Regions from separate parts of the Pan troglodytes genome. Here region 2 is linked to region 1. The links are chromatin contacts, called in public HiChIP or PLAC-seq maps. All regions are on one chromosome and are shown on one strand. The core of a region is the stretch at or near the end of the contact, and the rest is flanking DNA. Distances in the headings are between cores, read along the strand shown. Region 1 holds the start of HAUS8 (HAUS augmin like complex subunit 8). Region 2 holds the start of USE1 (unconventional SNARE in the ER 1).

Region 1 (7,520 bases), core at 3,447-5,946:
AAAAAAGAACGGTTCTGCATTGTATCGGTGCCATAGAGCTCAGAGGTTTGCCTTTGTACTGAAGAGGCCCGGGGAGAGTGACATGCTCAATGTCACACAGCTTGAGAGTTCAGCCAAGTGAGATTGTGACTTCGACCATATCTTTGTTCCAGTTGATTCTTCTGTTGGGGACTGGGGTTGCAGCTGCTACCCTGAGAGGAAAGGAGGTGCCCTCAGAGTTAACAAGGATCCTTCAGTCAGCCAAAGGGCCGGGCTGTCAATCTGGGCAGCCCCAGGGTAGGAATGCGCCATGCCTGCAGAGCGAGTGTGGGTGCCGGTGGGTGCCCGGGAGCTGTGGACAATCGGGAGGCCACTCTCATGGTGCAGGTCTCTAAGGGCTGAGGCCAGGACCAGGTGGGGTCCCAGGAACAACCAGGCCACAAGAAGAGTCTACCCTGGATGGTGATCGAACAGCTGAGAGAAAGGACATCCCCAGCTCCCAGCAGAAAGACCATCCAGCCCGGGTCTTTCTAGTAGCATCAGGAAACAGTTTTGCTCAACAAGGAGGATCTCAGGCTTGGGCTGCCTTGGATGGTGGGGAAACAAAAGCACTTTCAAGTTTCCTGAAAACTAGGATACAACTGTTTGTTTTAAACAGCCTGGCCAGGCGCGGTGGCTCACGCCTGTAATCCCAGCACTTTGGGAGGCCGAGGTGGACGGATCACTTGAGGTCAGAAGTTTGAGACCAGCCTGGCCAACACGGTGAAACCCTGTCTCTACTAAAAATACAAAACTGAGCCAGGATGGTGGCAGCTCCCAGCTACTTGGGAGGCTGAGGCAGAGAATCGCTTGAACCTGGGAGGCGGGAGCTACAGTTAGTCGAGATCACGCCACTGCACTCCAGCCTGGGTGACAGAGCGAGACTCCATCTCAAAAAAATAAATAGACAAATAAATAAACAGGCTGAATTTTCCACAGAAGCAATATTATGAAGAAGGATACAATTCTTGTCCAAGAACAAGGTAGCTCATAAATATTATAGCTGTTATATGCGAGATTAACATGTGATGTTTAGAACTTGGGATTAAGTGGTCAGGAAATAAAAAGACAATTTACCCAGCGACGCTGAAACATACAAACCTTGCCTCACTTGGAAATAAAATCCTGCTCTAAGCTTGCTGAATTGGGCCCTGCGACACTGCACACACTGAGAAAATACCTCATTGTATCATAGTCTTGGCCTCCAACGATGGACTCTAGAATCTACCATGCAAGCCGAGCATTTCCTTTTGTTTTTTTTTTTTTTTTTGAGATGGAGTTTCGCTCGCCACCCAGGTTGGAGTACAGTGGCGCGATCTTGGCTCACAGCAACCTCCACTTCCCAGGTTCAAGCCATTCTCCAGCCTCAGCCTCCTGAGTAGCTGGGATTACAGGCACCTACCACCATGCCCGGCTCATTTTTGTATTTTTAGTAGAACGAGGTTTCACCATGTTGGTCAGGCAGGTCTTGAACTCTTGTCCTCATGATCCACCCACCTTGGCCTCTCAAACTGCTGGGATTACAGGCGTGAGCCACCGTGTCCAGCCACATTTCCTTTTTTTTTGTTTTGTTTTGAGACAGAGTCTCACTCTGTCGCCCAGGCTGGAGTGCAGTGGTGCGATCTTGGCTCGTGGGGGAGGCCATTAACGGTGATCCCAGACCGATAGGTGGAAATCAGATGTACAGGCACCCCTCATGAGACTGACACGCTCACGCAGTGGGAATTGAGAGTTTGATTTTAGGCCGGGGGCAGTGGTTAATGCCTGTAATCCCAACACTTTGGGAGGCAGAGGCGGGAGGATCACTTGAGGTTAGGAGTTCGAGACCAGCCTGGGTAACATAGTGAGACCCTCCGTCTCAAAAAAAAAAAAAAAGGCAGAGTTTGATTTTTGATAATGATCTCCATGGTCTCCACACCCACGCTTCCAGGGGACATGTCCCGGACACAGCCCATGACCCCCATGGCTGCCAAGGGAAGCCACTGCTCAAAATGACCACCACCATTCCTGACACAGTCCTCGCCACAGGGCTGGGATGGCCAGACCCAGAATCCCCACAGGTGTGACTACAAGGAAGTAAAGCCACAGGCCCCCTTCTCTGGCCTGTTTTTTTCTTCCTCCAAAAGCACGTAATGAAAGAAGAAAACCATGTTCCTTAAAGAGATCCTGACACTGCTTACCTTGAACTCTTTTATCCTTCTTCTTGGCACTGCTAGAATTTGTGGGGCCGGTTGCAGGCTTCCTGCAAGAGAAGAGAGAGAGGTCTTGTTCACCTCACTGCCCAAGAAGCACAGGGAAGCCGGCGAGGTGCCTGCTAGTTGAAGCTCAGACAGCCCAGTCCGAGGGCTGCCCGAGGACAATTTCAGTGAGGGTGGGCCACCTCAACAGGAAAAGGGACACAAGGAGCAGCCAGCCCTGGTCACCTGGGCAAGAAGGCATAGGTGAACACCCAAACTGAGAAGAGAGGAGGGTAATGAGAGCTCTGTGGAAGAGATCACAGCAGATCTCAAATTATCCCTGGGTTCATTCATTCACCAGACATTGATGCACCTACTGTATTCCAGTAGAGACACAGTGGTAACAAAACACAGAGCTCCTTCCCAGAAAGGGAAGAACAACATCTTGACAGGCAGGTACGAGGAGTGGTCCCAGCAGGTACCTCACTTTGGGAGGCTGAGGCTGGCGGATCACGAGGTCAGGAGATCGAGACCATCCTGGCTAACATGGTGAAACCCCATCTCTACTAAAAATACAAAAATGAGCTGGGGTGGTGGCATGCGCCTGTAGTCCCACCTACTCAGGAGACTGACACAGGAGAATTGCTTGAACCCGGGAGGCAGAGGTTGCAGTGAGCCAAGATCACGCCATTGCACTCCAGCCAGGGTGACAGAGTGAGACTCCGTCTCAATAAATAAATAAATAAAAATAAAAATAAAAATAGAATGAAGCCTGATGTAATAGGAAAGAAGGGACCCTGAGATAGAAATCGCTGACTCATCAGCTGTGGGGGTGCAGGAGAGGGAGAATCTGGGATGACTAGGGGTTTCAGGGTTTCAGCCTGAGCTGGTGAGAAAAGAAGGGATCCAAGAACAGACACCAGCAACACAGGAGGGGCAAGTGGGTGGGCAAGTGGAGGGGCAGGGCCAAGGCCAGGGCACTGTAACTCCTGCTCCCATCACCAAGGGCGGCTCCACTGGTCCCTGCGGCCACCTCCTCTGAAGCAGGCTCCCAGGACCCCAAAGTGAGACCCAGACAATGTTGGGGACACTTCCAGGCCACCGTGGGGAGAGGCAACTTAGCAAGTGTTCGCCAGGTGCCAGCAGCTGCGCTCGCCCATAGGCTCCTCCTAACCCGACAGCTTCCTAACTGTTCACACCTGCTTTTTCGTCGCTGCAAAACAAAGACACACAGGTTTTACATAGGTCAGCCCCGGGGCAGTCTCACAGCCAGAAAGAGACAAGAGCACAGACTCCCTCTGGGGACTGTGCTAGGGCTGTGGCCTCAAACCGAATGGGCTCCTGGGTGAACCTGCTGCGACCTGAGGGGGGTCCCTACAACCTGTGCGAGCCTCAGGTACTGCACCTGTACCTGGGAGGTGCTACTGTCAATCTATCGGTTACGGCAAGGGGCGGTGGAGTGATTCCTCTTGCTGGCCAATTTCACTTCAGTTTGCACCTGGCACAATCAACACTGGCAGAATTAACAAAACTAGACAAATATAGCCTCATGATCATTCATGCCTAGCTCTCGGTCAGTATTCAACTTCTTTCTGTTCATGGTGTGTTACCCTAGGCAAGTCACTTCCCCTCCCTGGGTCTCCATCATCTCCTCAGTAAACTGGGAGCACAGAATAAAGCGCGTGGGAGGATTAAAGGGGACACTTTGGTCGCCCAACACTTGTTCACTGCATAACGATAATTCCAAGAGCGACATCACAGTAAAGACCCAGGCGCCGATCTAAGCGCGTTTCAGCCTCACGCGACGCGTACGAGGTTGAGCTGCGTCATCGGCCCCATTTCGTAGCGGAGGAAAGCGAGGCACTGGGCGGTCAGGCCGCTTGCCGGAGGTCGCCCAGCGTCCCAGCCGAGGACGCGGAACTCAGGGCCGGTCGGGTGTCTGCGCTCCGGAGCATGCGCAGAGGCAGCACGCCATCGGGGTCTTCAGGGGCCCACGCAGTTCCTGGCGGGGTCGAACCCGAACTCACCCCGAGGGTCCTCACTCCCCAACTCCGCTGCCCATCCTCTCCAGCCCTATGGCGTCTACAAATCCAGACCTGCGGACGCCCCAACTCACCCAGCGCCTCGCCCCGAGGAATCCGCCATTTTCCCGCCTTCCACCTCAACGCCCGACCCGCCGGCTTTTCAAAGCCGGACCCGCCCCCTTGCTTGCGGGTCGGACCATTTGTGGAGACGCAGGAGGGGTGGCTGCGAGGCGTGAGGCAGCGCCGGCTAAGTGTGGAGAGCGCGGCCCCAGACGCGCGCTTCGCCTGTCCTCCCCTCGCACTTGGTCTCGCCCACCATCGGCGGTAGTGGGTAGGGGCGGTGGGTGGGACCTGATCTGTCGGAAAGTAGGGGCGGGGCTTTTCGCGATGCCCCGCCCCTAGGAGCGCTGGCGTCACGCCCCCGTCCCCGCCTCTCCGGAACCCGGAAGCGGGAGCGCGCGGGGGAGCGGCGGGCGCGGCGGGGCGGAGCGGCTCGAGCAGCGGCGGGCTGGCAGGCGGTCGTCCGGCCGGGGACCCGGCCCGGGACCGGCGGCGCGCGGCGGCCGAGGCCAGGTGAGTACCAGGCAGCCTCGGGTTGGCGACTCGAGCTCGAAGCCTGCCTTTGGGGGCTGCGTAGAAGAGGGACGGAGCTGAGGGCTGATGGGGGACGCGACGGCAGGGGTCGAGGGGGCGGGAACGAGCCTGGGGGTCTTGGAGAGGTTGCTGGGGATGAAGTGGAAGCGAGACGGTGAAGGAGAAAGTGGATGGGGATGGAGCTGGTGAGGGAGTTCGAGGGCGTGGGGGGGGGTGAGTCTTGTGGCTTTGAGCAGCTTCTCTGAAGAGGACGTGGCTTAAGTGGTAATTGGGGGGTCGCAGGAAACGGCGTTGTGGGGAGGCACGGAGGCGGGAACGAGAGGCCCAGGCTGGGGGAGTGGGCAAGGCCAGGGGCGGGACAGCCGGGGTGCGGTTGAGGGGAAGGGGTGCGAGAGCGATCTGGGGACGTCTGCCCGCGCGATTGAAGGAAGGGTGTCTGAGAAGAGGGCGGCGCCTGGCCCCCAGTGGGCGCTCAGTAAATGCGGGGGGTTCTGAACTAACTGATGCGGCAGCCGGCTATTGGGAAGCGGGGAAATGGGAGCTGGAAGGGAAGTAAACGGAGTAGAAGTCATGGTAAGAACTGAGGGTAGGCTTAGGGAGGGAGGGCCCGGAGAGGAGGGAAGAGAAGGAAGGGGTTAGAGTGGCCCCGTGCAGATAGATGTTGAGGTGCAGCCTCTGGAGATTCCGTCCCCCCACCCTCCCCTCTTGATTCGTGTCCCTCCTGACTTCACACTTAACAGCTGGGTGACCTGGGACGAGTCCCAACACCCTCTGTGCCAGTGTCCTCGTCTTGGAAACTTCACCACCCTCCGCTTAAGACAGGACTAGCAGGATTCTGGGATTCCCTGGATCCAAGGAAGGGACCTCAGGGCCGGTTGTGGGACCGGAACTGTGTTTCAGGAGGGAGTGTGCATGCACCCTCATGTACAGGACTGTCGCCACCTCCGCAGAGCTGCATCCTTGGACTTAAATGGGTAAAACGACGTACAGGAAATCTGTCCCCCGGTTGCTCTGAGCTCAGCCCTGGAGAGGCACGACAGTCACGAGCCCTCCTTTCTTTCCTGGGCACCCTGGAGGCCAGGGGTCTTTAAGGGATGGCTTCTCTGCTTCTTTGTCTGAGGTGGGAGCCGGTGGGGACACTTTCCAGCCAGAGAGTCCCAACTAGGTTTGTTTTTTGATGTTGGAGTCTTCAGAATCTTAAGGTGTCCAGGAGCAGCCGGAGGTGACCTGGGCTACAGGAAAGTTATTCACATCTGACAGGCCTGGCTCTTGTGGCCCTGGCAGGGACTTTGTGCAGGGTGCTTTTGATTGGCATTCATTTCTCCCCTTTCCCAACTGTAGGGATCTTTATCTGGGATCTGCCAGAAGGGCTGGGGAACCCCAGCTTATATTTAGTTTATAGCTCATTCAGGAGATGAACCTGGATAGCTGGAATATAAAGAGGGCCACAGAAAGATAAGCACCCCCTTCACTTCCAGAATATCCTGGCCTTTAGGAAAGGTGGCTTTGGCCTGGCTTGACCCAGGACATGCAGTGACAGCCCACAGTCATGCCTCCTGCAAACATTGAACTGTAGGCTTGCACTAGCCTACAGAACAGGACCGGGATCTTCTGATCCCACAGCCCTGCAATCGCCTCTTCCCTGCCGCTAGAGAATGGCCAAGCAGGGTCTTGTGGGGGGAGCACTGTGTTGGAGATCCTGGCTTTGGTCAAGTCTCTGTGCCTGTTTCTGACCTCTCACCTGCAAAATGAATGAATTGACCTCCATCAGCGTTTTTCAACCTTGAAACCCAACTCTTCTCATCACCGTCTTGTCTCCAGTCCAAGTCCCCCAACTCCCGGCCTTGAACTCCTCACAGCACCCCCACTCTCCATTCCTGGCTGCGATGATCCTAGTTTTATTCCGTTTTCCATTCTACAGTTTGTATCCAAAAATGATTTTTTTTTAACTGCTTCTTCATCGTCCAAATAGAAAATTGCGGTGTTGAAGGTGCTTTTGCACATTGCACCTATTCCCAAAGCTTTGGAAACTGCAAATTTCTGGAAATCCCGAGGCAGTACCATCCCTCGGGTCCAGTCTGGTGACTCAGTGGAGCAGGTAGAGACGTGGGAATCTCCCCTTTCTGTTTGGCTGTAGGATTCGTTATTCTCTCCCCACAGGGACTTGTTAACTTGCTGCTTCCCATTCCTCATCTCTTCCAAATGGTGTGTCTTGGGTGGGCCTAGATTTCAGTTAGGCAAGGGTTGATTGTGCCAGACACTTGGTAGATTCCTGGGGACAGAGGTGAATCGTTATGACCCAGAGGATGGACACGCTAATGCCCGCCCCCGACAACTTTGCACTTCCTCTTCAGAAAGAGTGGAGTTCAAGCTGGGCCGCGGTGGCTCAGGCCTGTAATCCCTTTGGGAGGCCGAGGCGGGTGGATCACAAGGTCAGGAGTTCAAGACCAGCCTGACCAATATGGAGAAACCCTGTCTCCACTAAAAATACAAAAATTAGCCCGGCGTGGTGATGTGTGCCTGTAGTCCCAGCTACTCTGGAGGCTGAGACAGGAGAATTGCTTGAACCCAGGAGGCGGAGTTTGCAGCCAGCCAAGATTGCGCCATTGCACTCCAGTCTGGGTGACAGAGCAAGACGCCCTCAAAAATAATAATAATTAAAAAAAAGAATGGAATTCAGATCAGGTCATCAGTATGGTGACAGAGG
Region 2 (7,520 bases), core at 2,893-5,392, 140 kb after region 1:
AACAGGGTTTCACCACATTGGCCAGGCTGGTCTTGAACTCCTGACCTCAAGTGATCCACCCACCTTGGCCTCCCAAAGTGTTGGGATTACAGGCGTGAGCCACCGCACTCGGCCTTTATTTCTGAGACAGGGTCTTTCTCTGTCACCCAGGCTGGATTGCAGTGGTGCAATCACGGTTCACTGCAGCCACAATCCCCTAGGCTCACGGGGTCCTCCCACCTCAGCCTCCCCAGTAGCTGACACCACAGGTGGTGCACACCACCACGCCTGGCTAATTTTTTTTACTTTTTGTAGAACAGGGTCCGCCTATGTTGCCCAGGCTGGGTTCAAACTCCTGGGCTCAGGCAATCCTCCTGCTTGGGGTGGGGGGAGGTTGGGGACACGGAGTTACATCTAGGAGCAGCACAGCCTGCTCTGTTCCACACTGGCCCGGCACTTCCGGTGGGGTGGCCTTGAACACCACTACCCTTTTTCCTCCAGGGAGGACATCACCTACCGGCTGCCGGAGCTGGACCCAAGGGGCTCGGACGAGGAGAACCTGGACTCGGAGACGTCGGCCAGCACCGAGAGCCTGCTGGAGGAGCGGGCCGGGCGGGGGGCCTCGGAAGGTCAGTATTAAGGTAGCGTCTGCTTTTCTCCTTCCCATCCATCCCAGCAGGCCCCAGGGCGAGGGTCCTCCGGCTGCCGGCCCTGAAGCTGCAGTAACCCTGCCATCTGTCTCTCAAAAGGGCCCCCTGCGCCTGCTCTCCCTTGCCCCGGCGCGCCCGCCCCGAGCCCCCTCCCCACCGTGGCCGCCCCTGCACGACGAAGGCCGTCGTCCTTCGTAACGGTCAGAGTGAAGACCCCCCGGCGGACCCCCATCATGCCCACCGCCAACATCAAGCTCCCACCAGGCCTGCCCTCCCACCTGCCTCGCTGGGCACCGGGTGCCCAGGAGGCGGCTGCCCCAGTGCGGCGCCGGGAGCCACCTGCCCGCCGCCCGGACCAGATACATTCCGTGTACATCACGCCCGGGGCAGACCTGCCAGTGCAGGGCGCCCTGGAGCCCCTAGAAGAGGATGGCCAGCCACCTGGGGCCAAGCGGAGGTACTCGGATCCCCCAACGTACTGCCTGCCCCCCGCCTCGGGCCAGACCAATGGCTGAGGGCCACAGCTGACAAAGTCTGCATGTCCGAGGACGGCCCCTGCACTGGAGCTGGGCGCCAGAGCTGCAGAGCTAGTGTTCGGCCCTCAGAGAAGGATCCAGAATCAAAAGCTCAAGAGTGACGTGAGGTGGGCACCGGCCCCAAGTGCAGAGTCAAGGCAGGGAGAGGCCGGCTGGAGCCAGGCCCCCTCGCGCGCAGCCCCCAAATCATGGACGCACCTGTGGGGAGCACCACATCTCCACCTGCGGCCTCACATCTCCCCACTCCCCTTTTTGTACGTTTAACTGTTTCTTTGTACGTGGTTTACGTAACTTTAAACTGTAACAGCCTTAATGGAAGACCAAATGGTTTTTTATATGTGTATGTACAAAGTTTTCTATTAACGCTGCCCGTCTCCCTTATAACCTGGACGTGAGCTGTCAGAGCAGAAGCTACCAGGCCACTGCGCGTCTGAGGCTCAGACCCCTGCTGTGGTTGGCTTGGGGTGGCCAATGGGCTGGGACCCTCCATGAGAGTTTTGGACACTTGGGTCACCTGACCCGTGCCTCTCTGACACATGTCTCCGGGGGGCAGCCACCTGGCCAATGTGCATTTGAGGACGTGCTGGAACCTTCCATGGGGGTCTAGGCTATTGGCTGGAGCCAGGACATGAGTCAGGGGCACCATGGACCTCACGTGCCAGGGAGACTTGAATGTGGCTGTCACTCTTCCGGACGCCAAGGGCTGCAGGAGGCTGGTTTTGGCACTACCCACCCCGTGTGACAGAATAGGAGCCGGCGACTCAGGACTGCTCACGGGTCAGGAGGGCAACGCCTGAAGTCAGACCTCCCTGTAGGTCAACAGGGACAACCTGGGGATCTCTGGAGCAGGGCCCTCCTCTCTCAGGCTTGGCCCACTCCCCCAGACACCTGGACATGTGGCTCCAAATCTGGGACAAGGGGCCCCCGCACAGCGTGAAATAAAAAGTGCCTGAGAAGTGTGTGCATGGGACGCCTGCTCATATGGGATCAGGCTTGGAAGAACAGGGCCGGTGGGTGGGGGTCTGCCCTGTGGCCTCAGCCAAGAAGGGTGCAGAATATGGGTGGAACACTGTCCTCAAAGACCTGTCTTGATCCTCCAGCAAACAGGGAGCTCCCAGCAGAGCCTCACTTGGCCAGGAGCGCCTGCTGTCCTGGCAGCCCTCTCTGGCCTCCCTGATTCAGTGCCCAGCCTCTGGAGCCTAAATGTCAGCTGCAGCAGTCACCCATCCAGCGGAGGTGGCCAGTTCCTGGTGGGCCCAGCAGGACAGGAACAGATGGGCTCCCAGGGTGCCATCGGATGGGAGTCGTGGGAACTGGCTGGCTGGTATTGGTTGGGGCGCCGTGAAGAACCCAAGTTCAGACAGCACATGCCAGAGGTTGAGGGGCTTCTCCAAGGCCACACAGCTGGGAGGGGCATGGCTGGGATTTAGACTCTGCCCTGCCAGCCTCTAGAGGCCCCTTTGATGGGCCCTGGGTTTGGTCTCCATGGTTTGTTGTGGGTTTTTTTCTTGAAACACGGTCTCACTCTGTCACCCAGGCTGGAGTGCACTGGCGCGATCTCGGCCCACTGCAGCCTCCACCTCTCGGGTTCAAGCGATTCTCCTGCCTCAGCCTCCCGAGTAGCTGGGATTACAGGCACGCACAACCAAGCCCAGCTAATTTTTGTGTTTTTTGAGAGAGACAGGGTTTCACCATGTTGGCCAGGCTGCTGTCCAAACTCCTGACCTCCAGTGATCCACCCACCTCACTCTCCCAAAGTGCTGGGATTACAGGCGTGAGCCACCGCACCTGGCCCTCCATGGTATTTTCCTTTTTTTTTTTTTTTTTTTTTTTTTTTTTGAGATGGAGTCTTGCTTTGTTGCCCAAGCTGGAGTGCAGTGGCACAATCTCGGCTCACTGCAACGTCCACCTCCTGGGTTCAAGCAATTCTCCTGCCTCGGCCTCCCAAGTAGCTGGGATTACAGGCACCCACCATCACGCCCGGCTAATTTATGTATTTTTAGTAGAGATGGGGTTTCACTATGTTGGCCAGGCTGGTCTCAAACTCCTGACCTCAGGTGATCCATCTGCCTCAGCCTCCCTAAGTGCTGGGATTACAGGCGTGAGCCACCGCACCTAGCCGTCTATGGTATTTTTCAAGGACATCAGGCCCACTGGTGTAACCAAGGTGCAGATGACCTAAGGTGTGGGAAAATATGAAGGCTGCATGCCAGGCCCTGGTTCCTGTGAAGCCCCCACCCTCATCCTGTCACTCCAGAAGAGAGGCACTGCAGGCATAGGGGTACTCAGCTTCCAGGTACTGAGGTGGGCTGGGAAGGGGTTCTCCATGGGGGTCTGGGCGTTAGGGGGGACCCAGCCCCACCTTGCTCACTCTCGGGCAGAGCTGTCTCATATCCCCCTTGAGGCAGGTACTGTCACACTGTCCATTTCCCGGGGGAAGAAACGGATCCAGAAAAGTTAAACTCTCCCAGGGCCGAGGATGGAATCAGAGCTGGAGCTGTGACCTGGAAACCCATAACCACAATACAGATGAGCCCTGCTGAGGTGGGGGAAGCCTTGGATTCCCGAATCCCAGGCTACAGAAATCGGGAAGGGTGTGTGGACGTGAAATAGCTCCGACTGGGAAGAATCCAGGTAGGAGTGGGGTGCGGGGAGGTACTTTGAGCAGGCAAAACAGAACAAGAGGGCACACTGCACGCGGGTCTGACACCAGAAGACCCCGGTCGTCCTATCATTCCCGAAGGGTTAACATGCTCTCGAAGAAAAGCAAGTGATTCGCTTAAGTAAGAATGGGGTGGCGCCTCTCCTATTTTTTTAAAATAGAGATAGCGTAGCGCTATCTTGCCCGGGCTGGCCTCAAGCAATCCTTTCCCACCTCTGCCTCCTAAAATGCTGGCATTACAGCCCTGAGCCACCGCGCCCGGCCCAGCGCCCCGCCTCACAACAAGATATTACTTCCGCTCCAAACAAAGATGGGCCAAGCGAACGAGCGCGGGGGAAACATCCGCCCGGAAGGCCACTTGAAGGCACTTCCGCCCTCTCTTAACATGGAGCCGGCGGAAGGGGCGGTGTAGGGCCGGGCGATAATGGCGGCGTCGAGGCTGGAGCTAAACCTGGTGCGGCTGCTATCCCGCTGCGAGGCGATGGCAGCGGAGAAACGGGACCCGGACGAGTGGCGCCTGGAGAAGGTGAGGGGATCTCGCACTGCCGCGTAGAGCCCGACTCCCGGGGGGTGATTCCTAGGGTTGGAAGCCACCTGGCCCGACTCCCCGGCCCCAGTAGCTTCTCGGGCAGCGCCCTTTCCGGTCAGTCCCGCCACGTCCACCTGTAGCTTCCGCCCCCGTCCCTGGGACTCCGCCCCTCCCCCACTGGCCCCGCCTCCTTTACGCTTGACCCCTCCCATTTGTCGGTCCCGCCCCCCCGACTCCCATGATCAGGACATGGGAAAGACCCCCGGGTGACAATCCGCTTTTCCTCCCCAGTACGTGGGAGCCCTAGAGGACATGTTGCAGGCCCTGAAGGTCCACGCGAGGTGAGTGCAGGCAGCCTCAGGGCTTTCACATCAGCACGTGGCTGTGCTACTGGGACATCCCAGTACCGCTATCCCAGCTGGGACCCTTCCCTGAGCTGGGGACCATGGACAGGTTTTGTTTTTCTTCTTCCTGCCTTCCAGCAAACCGGCCTCTGAGGTGATCAATGAATATTCCTGGAAGGTGGATTTTCTGAAGGGGATGCTGCAAGCCGAGAAGCTGGTGAGAAGGGGTGCCCCTGCCCCCTCAGCCCCCATCACCGCTCACTTTGGTCCCCAGGACCTGCCCCTCCAGTGACTTATCTTCCCACATTTCTGCAGACCTCCTCCTCAGAGAAAGCACTGGCCAACCAGTTCCTGGCCCCTGGCCGTGTGCCAACCACAGCCAGAGAGCGAGTGCCCGCCACAAAGACGGTGCATCTGCAGTCACGGGCGCGGTACACCAGCGAGATGCGGAGTGAGCTACTAGGCACGGTAGGGCTCCTTCCCTGGTCCCTGGGAATCCCTTGGACAGGAATAGGGGTTCTATGCTTGCAGGCAGCCAGAACCACAATACTGTCAGATACAGGAACCCTAAGGGGGTCCAGCAATCTCTTCCCTGGGTCATCACACAAGGCTGCTCAACAGAGGGGCATTGTGGCTAAGGCTTTGCTAGATGAATAGGAATTTGGTACAAGGCAAAAATGGAATGTGTCTGGTTAAGCTCCAGAGTTGGCCCAAGAGCAGGGTTTGAGTCCTGGCTTGCAACTTACAAGACACGTAAGTTTCTTCAGCCGTAAAAGAGGATGACAAGTTCCTTTCTGAGCACTTTATGTGGATCAGCTCAATCTTTTAAAATATGAGTTGTTGTGGCCGGGCGCGGCAGCTCACGCCTGTAATCCCAGCACTTTGGGAGGCCGAGGCGGGCGGATCATTTGAGGTCAGGAGTTAAGACCAGCCTGACCAACATGGAGAAACCCCGTCTTTACTAAAAATACAAAATTAGCTGGGCATGGTGGCTCACGCCTGTAATCCCAGCTACTCAGGAGGCTGAGGCAGGAGAATCGCTTGAACCCAGGAGGCAGAGGTTGCGGTGAGCTGAGATCAAGCCATTGCACTCCAGCCTGGGCAATAAGAGTGAAACTCCGTCTCAAAAAAAAAATATGAGTTGTCGTTACCAGTTTAAGGTTGAGGAAACAGGCTCAGAGGTCATGGGATTTCCCCATGTCCTGACTGAAGGTGAGGAGGTTGAGGTCAGAAGGGACAGGTTTGGGAACAAGACAAGGGGGGTGACTTCATGGCATTTACTTTTTTTTTTTTTTGAGATGGAGATTCGCTCTTGTTGCCCAGGCTGGAGTGTGGTGGCGCGATCTTGGCTCACTGCAACCTCCGCCTCCCAGGTTCAAGCGATACTCCTGCCTCAGCCTCCCAAGTCACTAGGATCACAGGCACCCCCACCACGCCTGGCTAATTTTTTCTATTTTTAGTAGAGATGGAGTTTCATTATGTTGGCCAGGCTGGTCTCGAACTTCTGACCTCAGGTGATCTGCCCACCTTGGCCTCCCAAAGTGCTGGGAGTGAGCCACTGCACCCAGCCTCATACCACTTACTTCTTTCCACAGGACTCTGCAGGTGAGTCACCATGAACACAACAGGACTTGAGGGCCAGCTGACTAGGACAAGACATGTATCCTTGCTGCCCCGGGGCCTCCATGCCGAGACTCCATGCCCTGACTCCAACAGGAGCATCACCAAATTACACCTGGAGGAAGAGCCAGGACAGAGGAAATGGCCCCGAGAGGAAACAAAGCTAGGCACAGTGGCTCACACCTGTAATTTCGGAGGCTGAGGCAGGTGGATCACCTGAGGTCAGGAGTTTGAGACCAACCTGGCCAACATGACAAAACCATGTCTCTACTAAAAATACAAAACTCAGCCGGATGCAGTGCTACGTGTCTGTAGTCCCAGCTACTTGGGAGGCTGAGGCAGGAGAATTGCTTGAACCCAGGAGGTGGAGGTTGCAATGAGCTGAGATCACACCACTGCACTCCAGCCGGGGGCGACAGAGCAAGACTCCGTCTCAAAAAAAAAAAAAAAAAAGCAAAAAAATTAGCCAGGCGTGGTGACGCACACCTGTAGTCCCAGCATACTTGGGAGGATGATTGCTTGAGCCTGGGAGGTAGAGGTTGCAGTGAGCTGAGATTGCGCCAGTGCACTCCAGCCTAGTTGACAGAGAGAGACTCTGTCTCAAAAATAAGCAAATAAATAAATTTTTTAAAGCTAGGCACTGCCAGCCTATGGGACCAAGGCTAGGCTGGAGGGAGGGACCTGGGGTCTGAGGGAACCGAGACAGGAGTAAGGAGACCCTCCTAGAAGAGGGGGTATTCAAGCATGGTCAGAAGCCAACGGGGCAGCAGACAAGATGAGGAAACAGCATTCCAAGCAGTAGACCCAGCACAGGCAATGCTCAGGATGCCGGAAACGGGAAACCAACACTCGCCTTTTTTGCTTGGCCTGTTTTGCTTTCAGAGCCTGAGATGGACGTAAGGAAGAGAACGTGAGTGTCTGCGGCCCTGGGGCAGTAGTGGCAATTGGGCGGTGCGGCAGGGACGGGGTAGCAGTGGCCAAACCCTGGACCACCGAGGTACTACCACAAGGATCTAAACCAACCAGAAGCCACTTCTGTGGATGCTCTTCCCAGAAGTCAAAGGCCAGGCGCAGTGGCTCACGCCTGTAATCCCAACACTTTGGGAGGCTGAGGCAGGCAGATCACCTGAGGCCAGGAGTTCAAGACCAGCCTGGCCAACATGGCAAAACCCTGTCTCTACTAAAAATACAAAAAATTAG

Evidence for each region. HiChIP or PLAC-seq counts read pairs in DNA pulled down with a chosen protein or histone mark.
Region 2: an H3K4me3 HiChIP or PLAC-seq map of stem cell-derived excitatory neurons shows a contact between it and region 1, with 3 times the contacts expected there. The contact joins the promoter of USE1 here to the promoter of HAUS8 in region 1. A contact is called at or near these places in 1 of 7 Hi-C or Micro-C datasets (stem cell-derived neural progenitor cells) and 1 of 1 datasets of contacts at active chromatin or transcription factors (stem cell-derived excitatory neurons).

What each region holds. Positions count from the first base shown.
Region 1 is chr20:19,729,529-19,737,048 of NHGRI_mPanTro3-v2.0_pri, forward strand. HAUS8 (HAUS augmin like complex subunit 8) reads right to left here and starts at 4,697. Exons shown (of 11, transcript XM_001173112.6): 1 at 4,312-4,697; 2 at 2,199-2,260. The coding sequence starts at 4,340. MYO9B (myosin IXB) reads left to right here and starts at 4,655. Exons shown (of 40, transcript XM_063801321.1): 1 at 4,655-4,792.
Region 2 is chr20:19,869,408-19,876,927 of NHGRI_mPanTro3-v2.0_pri, forward strand. It overlaps USE1 (unconventional SNARE in the ER 1), which reads left to right and starts at 4,143. Exons shown (of 8, transcript XM_054673121.2): 1 at 4,143-4,353; 2 at 4,648-4,697; 3 at 4,839-4,917; 4 at 5,016-5,168; 5 at 6,296-6,305; 6 at 7,203-7,230. The coding sequence starts at 4,252. MYO9B (myosin IXB) reads left to right here. Exons shown (of 40, transcript XM_063801321.1): 39 at 485-608; 40 at 3,637-3,777. The coding sequence ends at 3,668.